2 separate regions of the Sus scrofa genome follow, and region 1 is linked to region 2. Evidence: chromatin contacts called from public HiChIP or PLAC-seq data. All regions are on one chromosome and are shown on one strand. The core of a region is the stretch at or near the end of the contact, and the rest is flanking DNA. Distances in the headings are between cores, read along the strand shown.

The links. HiChIP or PLAC-seq counts read pairs in DNA pulled down with a chosen protein or histone mark.
Region 1: a contact with region 2 is called in an H3K27ac HiChIP or PLAC-seq map of skeletal muscle. The contact joins the promoter of ANKRD28 here to the enhancer-like site in region 2. A contact is called at or near these places in 5 of 47 Hi-C or Micro-C datasets (alveolar macrophages, embryonic fibroblasts, omental adipose tissue and 2 more) and 2 of 2 datasets of contacts at active chromatin or transcription factors (alveolar macrophages and skeletal muscle).

The regions. Positions count from the first base shown.
Region 1 is chr13:3,054,813-3,059,399 of Sscrofa11.1, reverse strand. ANKRD28 (ankyrin repeat domain 28) reads left to right here and starts at 1,787. Exons shown (of 28, transcript NM_001206449.1): 1 at 1,787-2,033; 2 at 3,110-3,193. The coding sequence starts at 1,908.
Region 2 is chr13:2,878,393-2,882,965 of Sscrofa11.1, reverse strand. BTD (biotinidase) reads right to left here. Exons shown (of 4, transcript XM_013981377.2): 2 at 32-263. The coding sequence starts at 253. Among named protein-coding and RNA genes, the nearest start is that of HACL1, 40 kb to the right of the region's middle. Within about 2 kb of position 2,300, at least 27 of the 83 cell types and tissues checked have an H3K27ac peak or open chromatin away from gene starts, as enhancers often do. A contact at or near this core is called in omental adipose tissue, retroperitoneal adipose tissue and skeletal muscle, where this site is marked.

The DNA of each region.
Region 1 (4,587 bases), core at 538-3,037, 180 kb before region 2:
AATTCAACAACTTAGAAGTTGTTAGTAGACCTTAAATTTCTTTTGTTTAAACTTCTTTGCATTCTTGAAAACAGCATTCATCTAGTAGGTTAAAAAATGATCTTGGTAAAATAATAAAAAGAAAACCTTAGGTTCATGGTGTTTATATTCTCATGAAATACTTCTTCATCTCTAGTTCTCTTTCATGGGTTTACTGCAGATGTTCTTACTGAAACTGTCACTTTAGGGTTAAACATTTGCTGTATTGTAACATACGAAAGCAGTTAAGCTGTTTGGAATTGTTTACTTGCTGAAACCAGTGTTAGTCAGCAGAGGCAGTACACCAGATTTCCTTGTGGCTTTTAGTGGAAAATGTTAAAAGCGCACTCATTTTTCAGTTATAGAATTTTTTAGTTTGATCTGGATTAGTCACAGAACTGGCATGAACCTTCTAATTGTGAAGGCTGTCCAAATGCACTATTTTTTTCTCCTGCTAGAGGAAGTTACATCCCGAGCAGTAGCTCAGCTCTCTGGTAAGTGTAACATGTGAGCATTACTAGGCATTTCATCCTGCAGTTCTGCAGTCTTTGCTCTTCAGACTGTTGCTCAGTTGGAATGCTTCTGTGGGGCCGATCCTGGGCTCCTCGATTTTTCAAGGATCTACTCATTTGGTGGTGTCTGTGGCGTTTTGCAAGATCATCTGAGGAACAGGAAAGCATCTAAAATTGACTGAAAAGGATAACTGTAGCGGTTTTCACGGTGGAAGGAAACTATATTGGCACAGAGGCAGATGACTGAATAAAGTAGTTGGCTCAAAGAAGATGCACAGTCTGCTGTTTTTTTCTCTGAATGAAGACTATTTAATGGAAGCTGTATTCATGTGGAGATCAAAGAAAACACTGGAGTGATAAACTACTGGGGTCCCCCCTCCCCTTTTCTTTAATGAAAAGCCTGAAGCAGTAATTTGAGCTCAAATGCCTTCTAATTCCTTCGCAGCCTGCCTGTTCCATTAGGATTCTCCGCTAACACGGTTTTTGCTGGGTGCCTGTGCCCTTTTACTGGAGCACCACAGACAACTGCCTGATGGAGGAGGAATGAACGCTGCGCCTCGCTTGTACTGTCCATGGGAATAAAGCTAACTGTGTTTCTTCTCTTACATGGGATATCTGGATTAATCAAGCCGTATTCCAGCACCAAGAGTCCTATTGTCTCTTGTGGTCTGACTCATCGCATGTAAATGTACTGCAGCTTTGCTATTAATGCAGACTGTTGTCTTTTTTCTTTCTCAAACACAGTAAGAATTGTCAACCTCTGAGCAACATTTTAAGAATTTGTGTTGAGCTCTTGGATGTATTTTTTTCTGGATAGTATCTGCATCAAACCATTGAAACTGAAGAAATGAAGATAAATTAGAAGTGGAAACAGAATAGTGAGATTTTATTTTTTATTTTCGATTATAAGCAAGGCAGCTACTGGTAACTATATGACCTTGCAGGCAAGAGTGATCATCTCTGCCACAGCAGTTGTTTCTCATCTTACTCTGCAGTGTGTGGCATTGTTATCCAATGATCAAGTCAATTTCTGTGAAACAGAAAATGACTATTTTGGTAGGGGGAAGTATTTTTAAATGAGCTTGTACTGCACTGCTTTAGTTGTTGACATGTTGATGTGAAATTTCTTTTAAGTATTATAGCAACCCAACAAAAAAAAAAAATAGAATTTTGTTGTTTTTAGGAAGTTACAAGTTATGTAGGTATAATTTTAAACTTCACTTTTTCCGATGGTACTTATTAACTTTAAAAAACCAGCTTCGCTGTTCAGAGAATGATTCAGAGTGTTGTACAGAAGAGGAGGAGGAAAAACTACTTGTGCTCTTCCAACTGTGACTTTTATCACATAGCTTAGAATTCAGTTTTTTAAAAGAGCGAATGAGTCGAGTGTGTATTGTTGTTTTGGAGGAGGTAGAAGATGAGCCTCCTGCATTCATTTCTAAATTGCCACAGGAAAATAAATCCCTACATTCTTCACCTTCAGGAAATGTATTGGTAAGATACGAGAGTTTATGTATTTACTGTATTCTACTGAACTAGTAGGGTAAATTTTACTTTTTAAGAATAAACATTTCCACTAGTTTCATAAAGAATCCAAATGAAAGCCATGTAAGTGTGTGAATATGATGCAATATTATGTGTGTATAAATGCACACATTTCTGATTTTCGCTTTTTGAGATGTTTAGATATCACTTCAGACTTTGTCTCTTAATCTCTTAAAAAGACTTTTAAAAATAATTTGAGAATAGTAGTTATAGCAACCATGTTTCTGTTTTCACTTTGTGGTTTTAAAAACTGATGTAACAAGAATGAGGAAATGTATGTTATAGGAAAGGTTGACTACTGCCAGCAATACTGAGGCACAGCCTTTTAGAAAGTAACGGATTTTATGTACTTATATGCACAGCTGTAATGTGAAAAGGAATCAGACTTCATCTTTAACCTTAATTTGAATACTGTTGTTTAATTGATATAATAACATACCTTATTAGAGAGGCTATGTCATTGATGAAGAAATTTTTGTATTTAGACAGGCACTTGTCTGCCCCTTCGTGTTATTCAGGTATACAGTAATTTTTGGTCTTTGAATAGTGTTGATTTTCATCAACTACCAGGTTTTGTTTCTTTGGATTTTTATCTTTATGCATGTAATGCTAACCATGCAAATTACTTTGGTGCCCTAAACAGAACTTTTCAAGGAGGCCTTCTTTCTTGGGCTTCCACATGGACTGATAACTGCATGTCTGACAAGTTGTGTCCCACAAGTAGATATTGAGATGTCTCACTTGTATTTGAAAGAGACATCCTTTTTGTCAGATACATAAGTAAAAGGCCTGCACTCGTAAAATAAAATCCGATTATACTTATTATACTACCTAATTTTGGTCATGCTGAATTGGTTTTTTTTTAATTAGGCCTTCTTTTATTTCCAAGGAAGAATCCTATACTTTCATGCAGTTTGACTTCATGAAACTAGATTCATGTCAAAAGCCAAGTGATCATTATTATGATACGGAAGAAAAAATTTAGTTTTTTCTTGTGGTGTGATTAATGTTTTTATTACTCTCTTGTATTTTAGCCATCACTGGTGCAAGCTATATTTAATGGAGATCCTGATGAAGTTCGAGCACTAATATTTAAGAAAGAAGATGTTAACTTTCAGGTAAAACAATTTCACTGATACCAGCCTTGAAATCTACTTTAAAAAAAGCTCTTTCCTAGAGTTATGATTTTTGTTAAAAGACATAACAATTCTATAATGGCTGTTTTAAACAAGGGTAGAAGTGACTTGAAGCAAAAAAGAAGGGACTGAACATAAATATTCAGGGTAATGGCTAAAACACAGGAAAACTAGAAGTCAGTCGGCATTTTATTCCTCCAGCTTTTTTTACTTTGAAAATTTTCACAGAAGAGTTGGAAAAAGTACTCTGAATACCCATAGATCCAGCATTGATAACATTTGACACATTCTTTGCTTTCTCTTCCATATTTATACAGATTATATTTATACTACACATATATTTTTTCTTTCTTTTGCTGAATCCCATTTAAAAATAAGTTAAAGACATCATGAGACTTCACTCTTAAATATTTGTGTGCATTCGAGATGAGGGTTCTTTTTTGTGAACTTGAAATAAGAGACATGTCTGTTTGTAATATATCTAGCTTGATTATGAAATCAAATTTGCTTTCTGTAAATAATCATGCTAAACATTATACGTGAAGACTTATCTGTTGGGTCTTGTAGTAAATAAAGACATAGTATTTGAAAATTCTCCAAACTTTTAAAGATACAGTGGATTTAACATTCAGGACTGACATGAGGGATAATTTTAGAGAGTGGATAATATCCTTTGTATATGGTTCTCCAGTGGCCAGACTTTCCTTAATTTACCAAATTAATTTTAAGATCAAATTTATTGATATATATTTTTTTATTGGAAGTAAATGTTTTCAGTACCTTTTTCATACATAATTCATTTCTCTGAATGATGGAGGGTGGGGAGAGGTCATGATTCATAAGATCCCAATAGCAACTGCAAAACAGATGACCTGGAATTGATTGGTTGTTTTTAAGAAAGCCATGCCCTTGCAAGCTCATCACCAGCTCTCATCTTTCCCCTGTTCTTTCAGCAGTACTCCTGTGACCACTTGATGTTAAATAGAGTATTTATCATATTTTTAAGGGTTGAATAATATGAATAGATTTGGATCTTTAGCTAAAATGGTTCATTCTAACATTGGGTAGTAATAAAAATGCTATCATTATTTACATTTTTTTTTCCTTAAACCTTCCTAAGTGAATTGTGTTTAAGTTTATATCTTGGAAATGAGCACCTCATTCAAGATTTCTTTTCAATGGAGTATTGGTCACTTTACCTAATTTGGGTATCCTGGAGTCTGCTTTTCCTAAGACAGAAAATAATTATAGAAATATAGACTTAGGAAAAGGAGAAAAATAATTTTAATGTAGTTTAATGTTTAACTCTACTTTTTTGGGTTGTTTTTGGTTTGCTTTAAGCAGAATTAACAAATCTCATCTCATAATGCTACTTA
Region 2 (4,573 bases), core at 1,051-3,550:
GTGGACACGAGGCCCCAGGAGCACAGCTTGCCTTTTGAGCTGCGATCATCACTTGCTGTTCATAGATGTCAAGGTTCTGGTTCATGAGCTCCAAGGCCTGTGTGCGGCTGATGAGGGACAGCGGGTCCAGGCTGAGGATGGACCGGTGCTCATACACAGCAGCCACGTACTGGGCATCTTCAGCCTGGACCCCCAAGGCTGCCACGCTGCAGACACACAGGAAGAGGGCGAGCTGACGACTGGCTCCGGACATGATCAGGAATCTAGAATGTAACGAGGCAAGGAGAAGACAGCTGAGTCACGGGTCCTGCCAAGATTTCAACTTTCACAGCTGTGATTTATTAATCCCGGCAATTAAACTCACCCGCTGTGATGCTCAAAGGTTTGTTTCATGTTCCTAATAAGAGGCTATGTGTTTCTCTCCAAACACGTAGCGAGTTAGCTTTTAAAATGCCTCACTGTGTTAATGGTCTGGTTTTAGAACATTTCAAAACAGACCCGGTGTTTGCCACAATGTTCTTCCCCAGCAGGATGGCAGTCACTCTTCTAGCTGTGCGCCTCGGATTTGGGCAAAAGTAACTATTCTCATTATTTTACATAATTCGGTGACATAGTCCACAGCCCACCACCTGCCCTCCATACGCACAAACAATCCACAGCTATGACAGCTGTGATAACAATACAGCTCAGCTATCCTAGCCACAAAAACCTGATGGATCACTAGCCTTTGGTTAGTAATGAATATAAAGGGCAAACCTCCCTTTACACAGCACGACATTCTTTTTGGGGAGTCGGGGGAGCATGCCCGTGGCATGTGGAAGTTTCCCAGCCAGGGACTGAACCTGCACCACAGCAGTGATAACGTTGTGTCCTTAACCCACTAAGCCACCAGGTTATTCCAACATTCTTTAATCTGGTGCAGAGAAACTGCTGACCTCTACTTAAATGCCATTTTATGGACAGTCAAAAGAAGTCTTCCCATTAAAACATGACTTTTCCCCACTCCAAGACTCTTGGACTCTCTTGGACTCCAAGACTCTTGGGAAAAACAAGCATACTAGTTTGGAAATAAAATCCTCTTGCAGGATCCTGTTGTGGCTCAGCAGGTTAAGAATCTGATGGGTATCCATGAAGATGCGGGTTCGATCTCTGCCCTCACTCAGTCGATTAAGGATCTGGCATTGCTATGGCTGTGGTACAGCCCAGCAGCTATAGCTAGGATTTGACTCCTATCCTGGGAACTTCCAACTGCCACAGGTTTTGGCACTAAAAAGCAAAATAAAATAAAAATCCTTTTTCAGTAACCAAATGCAATCTTCTAGAAAGTAAACTCAGCTTTGCAGCTCCTACCATAAAAGATTTGAAGCAAATCATACCTCTGACAGTGACACTTCTGTGTGCCTTTTTCCACCCCCCCAGAATAGGAATTTTAATTTCTAATAGTTCTGTGTACTAGGTGTTTTAGAGTGAAGAGTCCAGTTCCGCCTTGAAAATCAGCCTGGCCTCCTGGCTGAAGCCCCTCCCCTGGCACACAGACTTCCCAGGTGGTGTGCCACGGTCAGGCCCCCTGCTCTGAGGCCAAGCGCCCAGGCTGACTAGCCGCCCTGGGAATCCAAACAAACATCAAGACAACAGAGACAAATTGAGGAACCATTTTCTCTTTAAAGAGAAAATGACACCCTGGCCAAGTCTACTCAGAACCCATGTTTGCATTTGAAAACTAGACTCTCCAAGCCACTGCACATTGCTTTTTCTCTCAAAAGTTCCAGGAACAAAAGCAACCATAATTATTTTCAGCAACAGACCACGGAACTGGAGTGCTCCATCAGAATCCTGGCAAACTCAGACTTCTCAGCATGATCAGCGTGCCCCGGCACCCCAGCCCTGCCCCATCTCAAACTGTTACTTCCTCCCCCAGGGAATAAACGTACCATCCAAATACCAGAGCCCAGGACAGGCTGCCATCCATCCGGGACACTGTGAACTGTGTTTGAAGATGAAAACAAGGGGCCTTTGAGTGAGCAGTCATGAGATTTTGAGTAGAAACAAAAGTAGAATTGATAAGCTTTCTTATCTGAATTTTGCCGCTGAAGAACAGCAAGGAATAATTTTTAAAGTCTCAAAATCTGTTTTCCACTTCATCTCTGGTTTCAGAATAATGATAATGGGGGTGGTGTGAGGGGGGAGACTTTTATCTTCAGTCATATTCACAGTATTTCTAAAGCATAAGGCTGTGGCCTCATTAAGGGATGGAGGGGGTGGGGGTGGAGGGAGCCCACGAACCAGGGCACGGTTGGGGGGGGTCAGGGGTCCTGGAGCCAGGAGTGGCATTGACACTGTCCTCCCTTTTCAGCTCAGAGCTGCACGGTACCGATTTGGGGACAGAGAACGTTTGTTTAAATCTCAGGGACTTGCAATCCAGCAAAACAAGGACATTGTGGGACCGGCAATATAGCACCTTTCTTTCTACTTTGAGAAAATACGTTTAGATTATTTACAAAAGGAGCCTGGTAGGAGAGCTGTGAGGGGCCATCATTTCTGCCTGAACAGAGGCAGGTCAGGAAGAAAAGGCTATGCGGATTCTTGCCAGTATTCACGTGAGAGAGAAGCCAGCCTGGTAAGGGAGGAGAGGATGAGTCATGATGATGAAAATAGGCACAGGAGTGTGCCCTCGCTGAAGAGTGGTGAAACCGCAGACGTTTTAACCAAATTGCAAACTCTGGTCTTCCCTCTTTATGTGGCACCACGCAGCAGCCGCAGGAAGGACCGAGCAAGGCCAGGGGCTTAGAGGGGCCTGGGCGCAGGCTGGAAAGTGGCCTGGTGCCGGCTCGGGACCAAGTGCAAGGGGGCTTGGGGGGCTCCCCAGGAATAATGGCCCCGGAAGTCATGAGGGTTTTGGGGATCCAGCAACTGATCCACCTGCAGCGCTGGCCAGGGCCTGGCCCATAAACAGAATGGTGGCTGGAGGTGTGTGTGCAGCCTGGAAAACGTGGCTACGAACATCCTTCCACCACAGGGCATCTGACACAAGGCTAAACTCCAGGAAGGCCCCACTGAGGTGACAGTGTGCTTCCACACTTTGCTTCATGCCCTCCACCAAGACGGGGGCTGGGAGGCGCTCACTGGGACATGCATGTGACACGTGCCAGGGCTCCACCTGGTGTGGGTGTTAGGGACCCAGCCGGGAAGGCACCCAGCCCTTCCCAGCGGACCCCTCCCCCATGTATGGGGAGACTGACACAGTCAAACACAAACAGCCCCCTGCTTAGGACGCTTTGACTTCATGATGGCTCAGAAGCCACATGCATTCAGTAGAAACCGTACCCAGAAGTTAGTATATGGACCTTTCTTGGGTGAGCGACGTGCAGTGCAACCCCATCTCTGATGCTGGGCAGGGCAGCCATGGCCTCCAGACACAAGGGTGAACAACCAACACACTGACCACCATTTGGGCCCACATCCCATCCTCTTTTCCCCTCTAAGTACAGACCTCCAGAAATTCCATGAGATAGTCAACCCTTTGTGGGGTTTTGGGGGGAGAGGGGATTTTTTTTTTGGCGTGCCTGAAGCATGTGGAAGTTCCTGGACCAGAGACCGAACCTGTGCCACGGCAGTGACAACACTAGATCCTTAACCCATTGAGCCACCAGGGAACTCCTCGACCCTTGTTGCAAAACAGGCCTTGTGTTAGAGGGTTCTGCCCCACTCACTTCAGGCTGATGGGAATGTTCTGAGGCCATGTAAGGTGGGCCTGGCTGAACTGGGATGTTTGGTAGCCTCGGTGTAGTAAATGCATTTTGAACTATGGTATTTCCAACGTACGGTGGGTTTGTTGGGATATTAACCCCATCATGAACTCAGGAAGTTCTGTACCTGGTATGTCAGATGGCAGTAAGTACTAGGAAGAGATAGAGATGGGGGAGGGTGCAGGTATCTGTGAGGAGGCCCTGGATACCTGGGGGATGAGGGTTCCGGGCAGAGGACTGCTCGGTCAAAAGGCCCAAGTGAGAGCTTTCGGGGATTCAAGAAACAGCAAGGACAGCAGTGCGCTGGAGCCCAGGGACCAGGAAAGGCTGAAGAAATTCGAAGTCAGAGGGAAAGAACGGCCCCACCCTCCTCCAGTCCCATCTCTTTGGAGCAGCCTTTGAGATCTGGTGAAAGCCTGAGTCAATCCAGACGCTCCCCTGCTCAGAATCACCCAGTGACTCCCCAGGGCCTGCAGAGTGAGGGAACGGACAGGAATGATGCTGAAATCAGCGGTGGGGTGGGGAGAGCACTGCTGATCTTTTTTTGGAGGAGGTGGGGCATGCCTGAGGCACGTGGAAGTTCTCAGGCCAGGGATCAAACCACCCCACAGCAATGGCCTGAGCCACAGCAGTGACAAGTCCTATCCTTAACCTGCTGAGTCACCAGGGAACTCCTAGCATCTTGGTCTTTTAACTGCCTTACAGAAGCCTCTGCTTTTCACTCATAAGGGAACATGTTATTTATCCGACATGAATCCTGGTCAGGAAGGTTCTTGTGATCTATGGGGAAAAGAAATCAAGGTCTAAATGGCATGGAAATCCACTTT